Linked DNA regions of Zea mays: region 2 is linked to region 1. A link is a contact called in public Hi-C data. All regions are on one chromosome and are shown on one strand. Each heading gives the region's core, a stretch centred on a gene start, on an enhancer-like site or on the middle of the called end of the contact. The rest is flanking DNA. Distances are from core to core; before and after follow the strand shown. Region 1 holds the start of LOC100037792 (cytidine deaminase 1). Region 2 holds the start of LOC100501436.

Region 1 (7,105 bases), core at 136-2,635:
AGCTAATCAGCGATTAAATTTCATCAGATTACTTTGTCCTAAACTTGTACCGAACCACAAAGAGATCAGGTTGGCAGACAAGAAAAGATGCAGCTGCGAAAAATATTGTAGGTTCCTTTTGAAGCAAAGGCATAAATTTCAATGACATCAATTATGACTTGTACATTCAAATGAAACAAATAGTTTGGCTCAATTTCAAGACAACGGATCTTCAGTTAAGTATTTCAGACATCAATTCATTCATGGCAAACACTCAAATCACTTCCCCACTTCTAGGCTGCAACCTCGTTTCCATTATCTTTTTTTTTAAAAAAAATCCCCGCTTGTAAAGAGTAATTTTTCTGTCAGATACCAGAATGTCCTAGAATTTTACTTGTGGAACCAAAACCGAATTCTGGTTTCATTAGGTACTGTTTCTTGTCATTTGATGCCTACATATCTGAGTAATTTTTCTGTCAGATACCAGAATGTCCTAGAATTTTACTTGTGGAACCAAAACCGAATTCTGGTTTCATTAGGTACTGTTTCTTGTCATTTGATGCCTACATATCTATTTGGCATGTGCCCTGTTGGCGCGGAATGAGCAGGAAAGACACAGACAAGAATAATAGTAGCATGGTCACATGGATCCAGCCCTATGGTCTGTCTACTTGCTGTATAGTTTAGAGAAAGAAAAATCGTTCCACGATGTCATGCTTATATGATGTCTTTTCAGTAGAGCAACAAGCAGACTGGTGGACCTTACAGCATCGACGCTCAGCTCATGCGTGTGCATCCAGATAAAAACTAAAGTTTGTGATGCACAATCTGATTGGAATCTGACGGAAAAAGGGGGGCCAAGGTGACCCAGTAGGCAAGCAGGCAACAGAGTTACAACAACACTGTCCAATGCCCATATACTCCACGGGATATGGAGCACCGCCGGAATCGCTCCGTATCCCCACCCCCACCCTAGCGGTTCAGGCTCACCCGACGAGATTCGCAGAAGCAAAAGCAAAAGCAAAAGCAAAAGCAACAAGCTGAGTAATCAACTAGTGTGCATTTTCGTACGCGAGGCATATGGTATAATAACATGATAAAATCGGGCTTAGAATTCGATTGTACGCCGTGAACGTTAAAGTAGTAACCGGCGGGATCCACGCCCAGCAGAGCCAACGCGAGGGGAGATGAAACGGCATGCCCGGACCGCCGGATGAGGCCCCATTGGGACCAGCGCACCAGAATCCGCTCGCTCAATCACCCCCCCCCCCCCCCCCCCCGCCGCATCCTGGTCCCTCGAAACAGAACCGAGAACGGACCTGGAATTGGAGCCAGGGAGAGAGGCACAGGAGCACGATCACGATAAGAGAGAGAGAGACACGTACCTTGCGCCTCATCCATGGTTGGGGCTCGGAGAGGAGAGAGAGAAGAGGGCTCCAGCAACTTTTGAGCGACAGAGAAAAGGAAGCAGAGGGGCGTCTCGTGCTCTCCCGCCGATCGGGTCGGATGGGTGTCGTCGTCGGTTCTAAATAAGGAGGCGGGCGAGGCCGCTGGCCGTGTGGGTCGACTGCGACCCGTCTGGAGCCACTCAGGGTGACTGCCAAGTGGGTCCACAACAGCACCCTATCCGCGGCTGATTGGGACTTGGGAGGCGGGAGAGTCACCGACGCACCGCGGCCGTGAACTCCACGGACCTGGTTCACCGCTGGGAGACGGGTCTCCGCCCCGCCCCGCCGCTCTCACGGCCCTGGTCTGTGGCTACTGGCTGGTGTACCATGAGATGGGTGGACATGGTGCACCTCCCGCAGCGCAACGGAACAAGTGTGACCTGTTTTGGCAGGCTCTACGCCTTTCGGATGGAGTTGGGAATTGGGATAGTCTGCCCGGGGACGAACTCTTTGCCGTATGGGCTAAGTACTCCGGCGGCCGGTCGCCTGCGCCGACCACCGCCCGAGCACGCATTCACATGCTCTCCAGCAACGTTTTTTATATTTATCCTCTATATTTATCTTTTACAGTCTATTTTAAAAGATTATATCTTTTGTATATCATTTCTCTCAAATAACGTCCTCTAAATCACGTCTTTTATACGCAAAATACATATATTATAGACATTTTTAAATTTTTAATTTTTTTACATACATACTCTCAAATGTGTTGTACATATTTTAGTTTTGTTAAATCGGTTGTTTAAAATATTCAAATGGATAGAGTAACGTTTAGAGAAAATCTATATAGAGGATCTAACCACGTTCTCTAAATTTATAGGATCGTTTAGATGATGATGCTGGATTGATTAGAGGACGATCTGATCCTCTAAATTTAGGATACAAAACCCTTTAGGGCCTGTTCGGTTAGCTCTCAATCCATGTGGATTGAGTGGGATTGGATGGGTTTGAATCCCAAATAAGTCAAACTTCTTCTCAATTTTTTCCAATCCCATCCAATCCATGTGTATTGGGAATAACCGAACAAGCCCTTAGAGTTTCTTGTTGGAGCTAATCTCATTCTCTCTCCTCTAATCGGTCGCAATGGGGACGTGCGCCACCCCAGCCTCGCTGGACCTTGCACATTTTCCTCGTTGAATGCTTGCTTGCTTTGGCGTCGGCGTCCTTGGTCCCTCAATATTTTCCTTGCGTGTAGGCAAAGCGAAAGGCTAGTTGAAGTCCTCACCGATTCCTTAATATGCATCAGCATCGCCTACTAGATAGAATACAAGGGAGCACTTCTGTAGCAGAGATTACGTAAACTTTGTCTCTTATATTAATTAATTCTATTTAGCAGAGATCTCGTAAAGTGCTACTGATCGTGTCTCACGTTGAGACCGATGCAAAGTTTCTGACATATGGGTTATGTGTCTAATGATCTAGTTAATTAGCAGACAGGTCGAAACGCTATTAGCATGCATGCATGTGTGAGTACTCTCTCGGTACTAAAACAGTGGACATTCTAGGAATTTTATATACGGCATGCCAATACGATAGCTAAAAGAACTAAAAACCTTTACCGGTAGAAAGAGCTATATATAGAAATATATTAAAAGAAGAGAAAGATATATTAGAAGAAGAGAAATGTATCTACAATGTTATATTAGAAAAGATATATTAAAATAAAAGGGAAGAAGTGCTCATATGTGTGTACCTAGCTCCCTATTACCAGGGCCGTTCCTGACATTTAAGGGGCCCGGGACAAGATTATAAACAGAGGCCCCAACACCATAAAATCGTTTTTTTACTATTATATGTATATATATATATATCAACTAATTATACTTAATGTATCACATAAAGACTTGAGCAGTAAAAAATAGAAGTAAGATTATTACCTCAAATATATTGAAGAGATCAACTTAAAAATGTCTTCTAACATTTCTAGATGAAAAATCATCAATGATGGCTTCAATATTGACATCATCTAATAATTTCTTCTCAATACATAAAGTTGCTAACCCGTTTAACCTTTCTTGAGACATTGTAGACCTTAAATAATTCTTCAATAACTTAAGCTTTGAGAAGCTCCTTTCAGCTGATGCCACAGTTATTGGTATAGTAAATAATATCCGATAAGCAACAAATATATTAGGATAGCAATCCATTCTCCTAACAAACTCAAAAATTTCCATAGCAGACATTGATCTATCTGGCAGTGTCATTTGCAATATTCTTAACTCTGATGTCAGATTATTTTCCTCAAAATCAAATGAATCATCGACAGAGAAAGTTTTTGCCAACATGGTACAATAATCCTTGAGTTTAATGTGATCCAATGATTTCAACGATGCTGAGTTAAGAAGAGGCCCAAATATACCATTGAATACTTGGAGGTCTTCAAATCTATTTTTAATGAACTGCTTGCCATATCAAGCATAACTAAAAAGTAATTTACTTCAAAATCTTTCTCACCTTGTAGATTTGCCTCATTGCTGCAATCATTTTCATCATAATGCTTTTTCCTTAGAGCACGCCGCTTTACTGGAAATGATGCCTCTACACCCATTACAGAAGCAATATCCTTGGCAATCACCATACTAGAAGCAAACCCTTCATTTCTATACTTGTCAAAGTAACTCATTATACCATCTATTTGCTCTAAGGTAGAGTGAAGACACATTGATGATGATTGCAACTTCTTGCTCACAACATTTACAACATATAAAATATCATGCCATATAACCATACCAAGAATGAATTCAAAGGTACCAATCAAGTCATACAAACTCTTTGCATCACTCTTTGCCATGGGCTCAGTATCAGAAGCATGATGTAACTCAAACAAAGCCGCCCTTATATGAGGAGCTTGATATCTAATTGCTGCCACACTTTTGATACGACTTTCCCAACGAGTGTTGCACAATGATTTCACAGTTAAACTTGGCACATGATCAAGTAAAACTTTCCATCTTTTTGTAGAACCTGAAAACAATGTATATATTCTTTGCACAATTCCAAAGAATGAAACAACTTTACTACAAGATTTTGCCATATCACAAAGAGTAAGATTAAGACTGTGACAAGCACATGGCATATAAAAAGCTCTTGGATTCTTATCAAGCAACCGTTTCTGTACTCCTTGATGCTTTCCTTTCATATTAGAACCATTGTCATAACCTTGACCCCTTATGTCATCAATATCAAGACCAAAGGACTCCAATGAATCAATCAAAACATTGAAAAGCCCCAAACCAGAAGTGCTCATATGTGTGTACCTAGCTTCCTATTACTCTCTCGATAATAAAACAGTGTTTTACGGTTGTACACGGCTACCAATAACGTGGTAGCTAAAAGAACTAAATACCCTCGTGAGAAAAAAAAGAGATAAAACGAGTTAGAGATAGAAATATATCACACATTAGAAGAAGAGAAATGTATATTGAAAAACGAGATGAAAAAAAACTCCTTTCATTCCAAATTAAAATTTGTTTTAGTTAATTAATAAGTTCATACTTGATGTATTGTGTTATATATATATGTTTAAATTTATCATCATATATTTAAATATAGACATAAAAATTAAGAGCTAAAATAATTATTATTTTAAGACATAGGGAGTATTATATATCTCTCATCTCTCCAAGGTGACGCATGCACACGTGGTACAATCTTAAGCCTATCATCGCTTGCCCTCCAAGAGATAATGTGGACAAGAGATAAGAACCATGTGCTGGCTCATGTTGACACGCACGTTATCATCCATCGAAGCATCTTTGCCATGTGATGACTGCACGAGGAAGCTAGGGGAGGAGGTGTGGGCGATAGCCGACAGGGGTGTGTGGTTGGTGGTAAACCAATGCACTGTCATTACGTATAGATAGAAGTATAAAACGGGTGATCTGATCGGTTGTGCGTGTGTTACGATAGATCACAACAATACCCACATCTAAATTATCCACACAAAAAAATTAAGATTTTTTATCGACTGTCTCCGTTGTCCGCATAATATTTTTTTATTTGACTAACTGATGTTGTTGTTTACTTCATTCAATATGTCTTGGTACAACACGGCCAATGAAGTGAGCGATTAGAAGAGAGTTCAAAACGGCTGACTGAACGAAATAGATTATAGAACGACATAATTCTACCATACAGAGAACAAACAAGAGGAAGTTTGTAAGCTCAAGTTTCTAAAATAAGTCACATGAACTCAAAGCTTCCTTTATCGAAAATGAACTCAAACTTATAAAAAAGATAGATCAAAATATGGAATGATTGCTAAAGTCAGGCGTTAATAAAAACTGGATGCGCTCCATACAAATTATGGTACTTCGTAGCAATTACTAACGTTTAAAACCAACAAATAACCTTTTCTTTTACTGTTGACAGCACCTAGAGGGGGGTGAATAGGTGATCCTGTAAAACTTGAACTTAATGCCACAAAAACTTGGTTAAACGTTAGCACAGTATTGCCAAGTGGCTAGAGAGGAGTCTTAGCGAAACACAATAACCACAAGAGAATCAACACAGGTAGACACAGTGGTTTATCCCGTGGTTCGGCCAAGTACAACACTTGCCTACTTCCACGTTGTGGCGTCCCAACGGACGAGGGTTGCAATCAACCCCTCTCAAGCAGTCCAAAGACCCACTTGAATACCACGGTGTTTGCTTTTCTTTTCTATATCCCGTTCGCGAGGAATCTCCACAACTTGGAGTCTCTCGCCCTTACAAAGATGTTCACAAAGAAGCACAGAGTAAGGGAGGGATTAGCAACTCACACAAGACACAAAGATCACAGCAAATACGCACACACAAGACCCAGACTTAAGCTCAAAAGGCTAGCACACTAGAACGGAGCTCAAATCACTAGAATGTCGAACAAGTGCGCAAGAATGGAGTGTGAGTGATCAAGATTGCTCAAGGAATGCTTAGTGCTATCCTCCATGCGCCTAGGGGTCCCTTTTATAGCCCCAAGGCAGCTAGGAGCCGTTGAGAGCAATCCGAGAAGGCAATTCTTGCCTTCTGTCGCCTGGCGCACCGGACAGTCCGGTGCACCACCGGACACTGTCCGGTGCGGATTTCCTTCCTTATTTGGCGAAGCCGACCGTTGGCAGCCTTGGAGCCGTTGGCGCACCAGACACTGTCCGGTGCACACCGGACAGTCCGGTGCCCCCTACTAGCCGTTGGCTCAGCCACGTGTCCCGCGCGGATCGCGTGGCCGACCGTTGGCTCACCGGACAGTCCGGTGCACACCGGACAGTCCGGTGAATTATAGCCGTACACCGCCGATGAAATCCCGAGAGCAGCGAGTTTGCAAGAGCCAGTCTGGCGCACCGGACACTGTCCGGTGCACCACCGGACAGTCCGGTGCACCCAGACCGAGCTGACTCTGGCAGAACATAGCCATCTCATTTCCAATTCAATCTTTCCTGTTTCCATCACTTAGACACAATACATTAGTCCATAAAACAATGTACTAAGTCTAGAAACGTACCTTTTGACATGATTTGCACTTTGTCTACCACATTGCATAGATCAACACAAAAGCGCTTGCGTTGGCACTCAATCACCAAAATACTTAGAAATGGCCCAAGGGCACATTTCCCTTTCAATCTCCCCCTTTTTGGTGATTTATGCCAACACAACATAAAGCAACTAGAACAAGTGCAATATCAATGCAAATGAAAACTCAATAT
Region 2 (7,122 bases), core at 3,518-6,017, 190 kb before region 1:
TCTAGATGGCGAGGATGATGTTGCGGCCGCTGGCCTAGATTTATCAGCTCTGCCACTATGAAGTTCTTTTTTTTTCCCGTGACCACCAAGAATGTAGAACACTGCTAATAAGCAGATGGACAGTTTGGGTCGCCGTAGCGCTTTGTAGTCATTTTTCCCATTAAAGCCGATAACACTGAACAAGGAGGAAGGATCTTTTGCCCACGATTGTTATCTCCCTTTCTGATGTTAAATGTGAGCCTTTGCGAAAGCACTGGTTCCGTCACGCGTGTGGACTTTGCATGTGCGGCGTGTTTAGGTTGAGGATCGTCGTGCCGTTTTCGCGTAGGGAAACGTTCGTGCCTGATCACTGTTCTAGCTATCGATATGGTCTCTTTTCAGGCAAACTCGCTCCGTTTCCTCCTCTCAGTGTTACTGATTTTGCCTGGTATAAGATTTGTTATTTTTTTTATTGGGCCCGTCCATATAAAATGTAAATGTGCAAATAGGTTCCCTGATCACCCTTTTGTTGGTAATTAGTGAGCTTGACATTTGAAGACGCGGTAAACTAATACCGTTGGACTGAAAAGATGAACAACCAACATCCAAGCCAACCCGTTGCAAAAACTGCATGGCTCGATATTGGTAGTCCAGGGTTGCAGGTCTAGAGTGCAAATCTGTGTCCGTGTCTACATGGATGGGCTGACATGGCATACGTTAAAATTTTAAAGTCATAAAAGTCCTTTTAAAATTCTAAAAAAAAGAATACCATTGTACCAACTTTTACCCTTTGACAGAGCCTACCTTTAATTTCAGTACCAGTTATTAAAAAGATAGTACCAAAATTATATTATCTTCATATATATTACTTCATATCATATATATTACGTGTCACAAGTGAGACGATTAACTCACACAATTCAAGTAATATTACACCTACCCGCTTTGCATCTTATGTAGCCAATGAACAGAGCTCCTCTTTGATTTGTTGCTAATTTCTATTAGTATTACATACTAAAACCTTAATATTAGTATCGATTGGTGTTTAAAATCAGTACAAAAGCTTATGGCATTAAAACCAGTACCGAAACCGTTGACAGAGCCTACCTTTAATTTCAGTACCAGTTATTAAAAAGATAGTACCAAAATCAAGGGATGGAATCCCTATTCTCAGGTACTAGTGGTGCTTGCCTAGAAAACACATCCTAGCAATTAGATAGCACAAGAATATCAATAAACAAAATTGCAGCAGAGGTACTTACGGTAGAAAACAAAATTATTTTTACACGGTCTTGTAATGCAATTTAGCCTTTGTTGAATAACCCTGGAAGTTCGTTTGCGAGGAGAAACCAAGTTATATGCCGGCACCCGTATCTTACAAGGACAAGCCAGCCCAGAACCTGACGTGTTTCAACAGAACTGTTCAAGTCAAACAAATCCATTCCATTTCTGAGTAAGAATAATCAGTAGCTACATGCCCCAGCAAATAGTTTTTGGAACAAGTGTACATGGTACTGAACTCCATAAACTACAATTACCAAGCTGCTGGGAAGTGGGAACAGGGGGGGAAAATGATAAGTAGATACTATGCTCAAGGTTACCTACGTAGAAACCAACTTATCGAGAGGAAAGGACTTACCAGCCGGCTAGCACCTGACTTCTGCGGCGGCTGCGGTTGTGCCGCAGCTGCCGGATAGTTACCTCCATAGCACATCTGTCCGGACCCAGGACCAGGAGTGGCTCTCAGTTGCTCACACACCTCAGGTGACACAGAGCTCGAATACCCTTCGACAAGTGAACAATTCCATGGATCAGTAGACCTGACACTTAGAGAAACATTTGACAAGCAGATGCCACTGAAGCTATCCCCCGGAATGCCCTGCAGCATTCCTGCAACACCAATGTTGACACCCACGACATCCTTGATGGTTATGTTGCTTATGGTGGGAAGCGCGTTCCTGTCGTAGCCATCGTCAGGGTGTTCACCATAGTTTCCAGTGATCCTGATGGCTATGGAAACGTTGTCGAAGCTGACGTCAGCTACATACACGTTCTTCACGTACCCTCCACGCCCTGGGGCCGTCTTGATGCGGATACCGTGCACCGAGTTGACGATCCGGACACCCTCCGCTCGGACGTCCGATATGCCGCCTGACATCTCGCTTCCAAAGGCGAGCCCGGCGCTGTTCCTCGTCTGTCCTGTGATGTTGCGGATGCTGATGTTGGAGCTGGGGTGGGCGAAGGAGATGCCGTACTCGTCCCACCCGCTCTTGATGACGATAATGTCGTCGCCGTTTCTGACGTAGCAGTCTTCGATGCAGACGTTTGTGGACGAGTCTGGATGATGGGGTTTCAAGCTGCATTAGTACCACACATGCGACGGAGAAAACGAAAAAGGAGATCATAAAGGAAAGCACACAGTTCAGGACTTCATGACATACATGAAATGTGTCTGACAGGAAATACTGGTGTCATGGTGCCATACATCAAGAAATAACATTTTGAAGTTTTTGAACTTTATGCAATAACTATGGTCATTCACTTAATTAGGACATATATATATCAGAGAAAAGAAGGGCAAGCTCAGAGCAATTATGATAGCTATCCCACTGAGTAACCGAGTCAAGGTTCGAAGTAGCCTCTCCGCATTGTTTTTGGAGGTGGGGGGATTACCTTGGCTTATCACTTCCCTAGACCCCACAGATACTAGGTCTACCGTTTTTATATATAAGAAGGAAAGAAACAAAGATACATTCAAGCACATATATGATGCCTGTCTCGAGTACTGACATGCAAATCATCCTAGTGTTAGTTTCTTTCTTTCAGGCCAGAACACAGTCATGCGTTGCGATTGTTCATGATACTGATTTTTATTTTTACAAAGTGCAGGGCCAACTGCTAAATGGAGCAAACAGGCCAACAGCACATAAACTAAAGCAACTATCCATTTAAATAAAGAATTCAGTGAGCCATAGCAAGCCCAAGAACGCACACCTGGATCGATGCCGTCGGTGTTTGGTGAACTGATAGGTGCTAGGATTGTGAGATGCTGGACCAAAACCTGGCTGTTCATTCGGGGGAAAAAATACGGTACAAAGGATAATTATTATCATCACGATTGAAACGGTGCTTCGGTAATAAATGACAAGAGGAAATCCTCGAAAGGAACCTGCAGTACACAGGATGGATATTCCAGAACGGCGAATTTATGAAGGTCAGGTTGGAAATAACAACTCTGGTAGAGTACATCAACTCAACGAGCGGTGGTCTAGTATAGTTCAATGTGTGGTTGTGAAACCAGTCCCACCAAACCGCACCCTGGCCATCGACGGTGCCATTGGCACCTGAAAAGAGGCAGATCAGTAGTTTGTTTTTGTTACACACCAGAAGACCAAAAGGAAAACCGTATGAAGTGCTCGATGCAACTATAAATGCTTACCGGTTATTATCACATCGGTAAGATTGGATCCAAATATTAGACTTTGATGTCTTTTGCCGGGGAGTTCTCTACCGCGCCCATAAGATGGAAGAGCATCAATCACTGGCCAGTCAGAGGAGTCCTGCAAATATCCTCATAAGAACACCATAACCAAACGGCTGCACTGTTGTTTCAGTAGAAACTTACTCATCAAAACATGAGATGCACTTACAGTAAACTTGTGATGAGGCATTATTGGTACTATTTATTGTCAAGATGTACAGGCGATTATACATTCTCTTAGTTTCAATACGTGAGAACTGTACGAAAAGAAAAAGACAACGGTCTAAAGCCACAGCGACGAGGCAAAACAGAAGCAACTCTACTTAAAGTAGGTGAATTATTATTGCCTACGGAACCATTTGTGAAATCATCTTACTGGTGATCCAAGAATCACTGCGTCCTTGTCCAGCGATAGCGTGAGATGGCTGATCAGGCTAAAACTCCCAGTCAACCACCTCCCAGCAGGCACGAACAGCTGCGCCCCGCCCTTCTTCGCGAATGAGTCGAGGTGGAAGAGCGCATTCTGAAACGCCTTCGTGTTAAGAGTCGCACCATCTCCGACGGCGCCGAAATCGGTTACCGAGGCCCTGTGCGGCCTTTCTACACTCGCTGTCAAGTCCTCGCAGTACATGCCCCATACACCACTAGCCCATTGCGTCTGAGCAACAACGATGGTTGCGGAAACCAGAAGGACTTGAAGAACCTGCGCGAAATTCAAAGTGTCCGCGTCAGTAGCCTTAGAATTGAAGTTTCTACCATTCTTAATGATCTGCGTGAATATGCCCATTTGATTCTTTCCCCCAAAAAAAATCTCTGGCTCTACATCCGAGCACCCCGAGAGCCAAATTGACCCCCATTCAGGAAAGGCGCTGACGGCGGAGCAATTCGCGAGGAAACACCAAAAACTGAATCGCAACCCCAATCCAGATACCCAACAAGAAATACGGTCTCCTTACACTCGCGGATCTACCCATCTTCCTGCTACAGTTGAGCATCCGCTCCTTTCCTCTCCTCTCGAGCGGTTACTGAGTTCCCATCAAAACAACTGCAGCCACCAATGGGAGACCCCGAAGACAGACCTGCAGGTTATTAGCGCCACAAGACCAGCGAAGAGCGTGTCAGGGGAACGGCGAACTGAGAGCAGAGGAACCGTCGAGTTTCGCTCACCGGAGGGGGGCAGAGGAAGAGGTGATGTGAACCCTTCTCGGACGGCGAACCGCTCTCGGCTCCACACCTCGCGGGACAGCCTTCCGTCTCGAAGCGAAGCCGCGATAGGATGCCGGTAGCTGCACCTGCAGGATTACGCGATGCAATGGATGACGGTGGAGCTGTGGAAGCAAGCAGCGTCCAGAACGAAATGGATAGAGAATGTCAGCGCGGTCAAAGTACAAAGCTGCTGGATTAGACTTGCCTTAGGGCCCGTTCGTTTCTGCTGGAACATACCAGGATTAATTTCAAATTTCCAAAACTTATAGTAATTATTGAAGAAATCTAAGCCAGATTTATTCCACCCCTTCATTCCATGCGAAACGAACGGACCCTTAAGCTATTTTTTAATCAAACTATGGTCGGACAGATTCTATAAAATTTAGTAGAATTTATGTACCAGATCATTAGATACTCTAAAAAATTATAGAGCTAAAGTTGTAGATCTTTATAAGGTATTTAGATAAATCGTTTTATTTATTATTTAGATTAAAAATATTTTTAAAACTATTTAAATTGATATTATAAACTATAGCTCCACCTAGAACCTAGAGCCATCTCAAACATCCCCTATATATTTAAAGTACCAATACAACATTATATTCTAAATTATAAATCTTTTTTATCCAGAATCATTACTGTACATCTAGACATAAATGTATAATTAAAATTTATATAAAAATTATATATCTAGGAAAAGCTAAAGTAATATATGTTCTAGTCAATATACAAGCTATCCACCTCATCCTCCATTAATTATTCACATAATGTTCTACTAAAAGCTATGTTATGCTACTAAATTCCAATCTCTTTATGTTAGTTTGAAAACTCAAATTCCCTACAAGATTGAAGGGGGTTTGAAAGAAAATGAACAAATTTTTCTCTCAATCCCCTTCAATCACGAAGGGGATTTGAGTGTCCCATGTATCATTTTCTGATAAAAAAAAAGTAGATGCAAAAACATAGAGTCCTGCAACAATGTGCGGTCTATTCTTCAAATAAATATAAACAGTAAGTTGGCTAACATAAACGGATTAACTTTGCTTATTATAGCATTTGGATGTTATTTAGGTACCTTTTTATGAATATATTTTATTTATTTATCTGATTATAATTGTTTTATCTTGACTTGTTTTTACTTTCTATCCATGAACTCCGACTCTAACTTACATGTATTCTCATCTTTCTTTTTCTATTGGTATCCCGTGACAGTGCAATTCTAGCTAAGGCCAAATTAAGGCTATTATGGCCAATATAATTGTGGAAAATATTATTTTATACTATAAATTTTATAGTTTATATATGAAATTTAAAATAGTAGATAGAGATGAGTAAGATGTTGGGAATAGCCTTTTGGTCTTATCTTGGTGAGCTATGTTATTAGCTACAAAACCACTTTTTAGGTCTCTATCTAGTAATTCCTAGCTTTTTATTATATTTAAATTTGAAATGATCTTGCTTCTTTTTATTATGGTGATCGAACACCAGTCCACCATGCTATTTGCTATGGCAATTTTCTCTTGCCTCTTGGGACAGGCGGACGGCGTACAACAGCGGCACGACGCTGGATCGCTAAGGTGAGGCCCTCAACTCATTATCCATGTGTTTGGTTGCATGTATTTGCTGGTGCTTGCATCGCGGGATACAATGAGCTGGTGTTTGGTTGTTATTAACCAGGTTCTATGCGTGCGAGGTGTGTGTTTGGTTACCTGCGTGCAGATGTGGAATCAGGCTCGCACAATACTTAAAGCACCCTGATCAAGCTCTGCAGACGCGTGCAAATTGGTCGCATCTCTGGAACCAAGCTCCCGCCAGCCTGGCTCATACAGCCGGACTACCGGAAGAAGCCAACCAAACAAACCTATGTGTTTCTTTATCTCCCTAGATCGATCATAGTTACATTTAGGCATATTGTTTCTATAAAACACATTTTCTCTGATGTTGCTTAAATGAAAAGGTAAATAACATGTATGTTTCTTAATTATCATGTTGTAATGTACACTATTACTACAAAATATCGAATATACATTAATACAATTTTATTTTTCTATCTAAAATAGGCCTAATTTTAATATTTTGTTTAGGGCCTCAAATTTTCCCGGCTGGTCCCACATATCAGTGGCTAGTGGCTGTTCTATTTTTGTTTCTTTAAGTAAAAAGAAAACGTCAAACATGCGGGGTACGACCGGGCAAGTCCGTCCGGGATGGGCGAGGCGATGCACGGTTGACCTGTGGAGGGGCATGGCTAGGGATGGCAACGGAAATTCTCCGTCGGGTTTTAGCTCCCCATTCTCGTCCCCGCGACGAAAAATTTTCCCCGCGGGGATTCCCACGAACGTTTGCGGGGGACATTTCTTCCCCATCCCCGTTACCCGCGGGGATAAATCCCCATCGGGGATCCCCGTACCCGCTTAAATTATAATTAGATTGTACTTCGTTTGTTATTAATGTAAAAC

What was found. A called contact is a pair of places that touch in the nucleus more often than the background predicts.
Region 2: a contact with region 1 is called in a Hi-C map of ear, with 5 times the contacts expected there. The contact joins the promoter of LOC100501436 here to the promoter of LOC100037792 in region 1. A contact is called at or near these places in 3 of 25 Hi-C or Micro-C datasets (ear, endosperm and leaf).

What each region holds. Positions count from the first base shown.
Region 1 is chr7:25,107,936-25,115,040 of Zm-B73-REFERENCE-NAM-5.0, reverse strand. LOC100037792 (cytidine deaminase 1) reads right to left here and starts at 1,385. Exons shown (of 5, transcript NM_001112493.1): 1 at 1,365-1,385. The coding sequence starts at 1,380.
Region 2 is chr7:25,305,015-25,312,136 of Zm-B73-REFERENCE-NAM-5.0, reverse strand. LOC100501436 reads right to left here and starts at 4,767. Exons shown (of 7, transcript NM_001196151.1): 1 at 4,628-4,767; 2 at 4,417-4,539; 3 at 3,837-4,163; 4 at 3,419-3,539; 5 at 3,149-3,323; 6 at 2,974-3,044; 7 at 1,409-2,316. The coding sequence starts at 4,455. The coding sequence ends at 1,577. LOC542732 (calreticulin 2) reads left to right here. Exons shown (of 14, transcript NM_001309255.1): 14 at 1-229. The coding sequence ends at 5.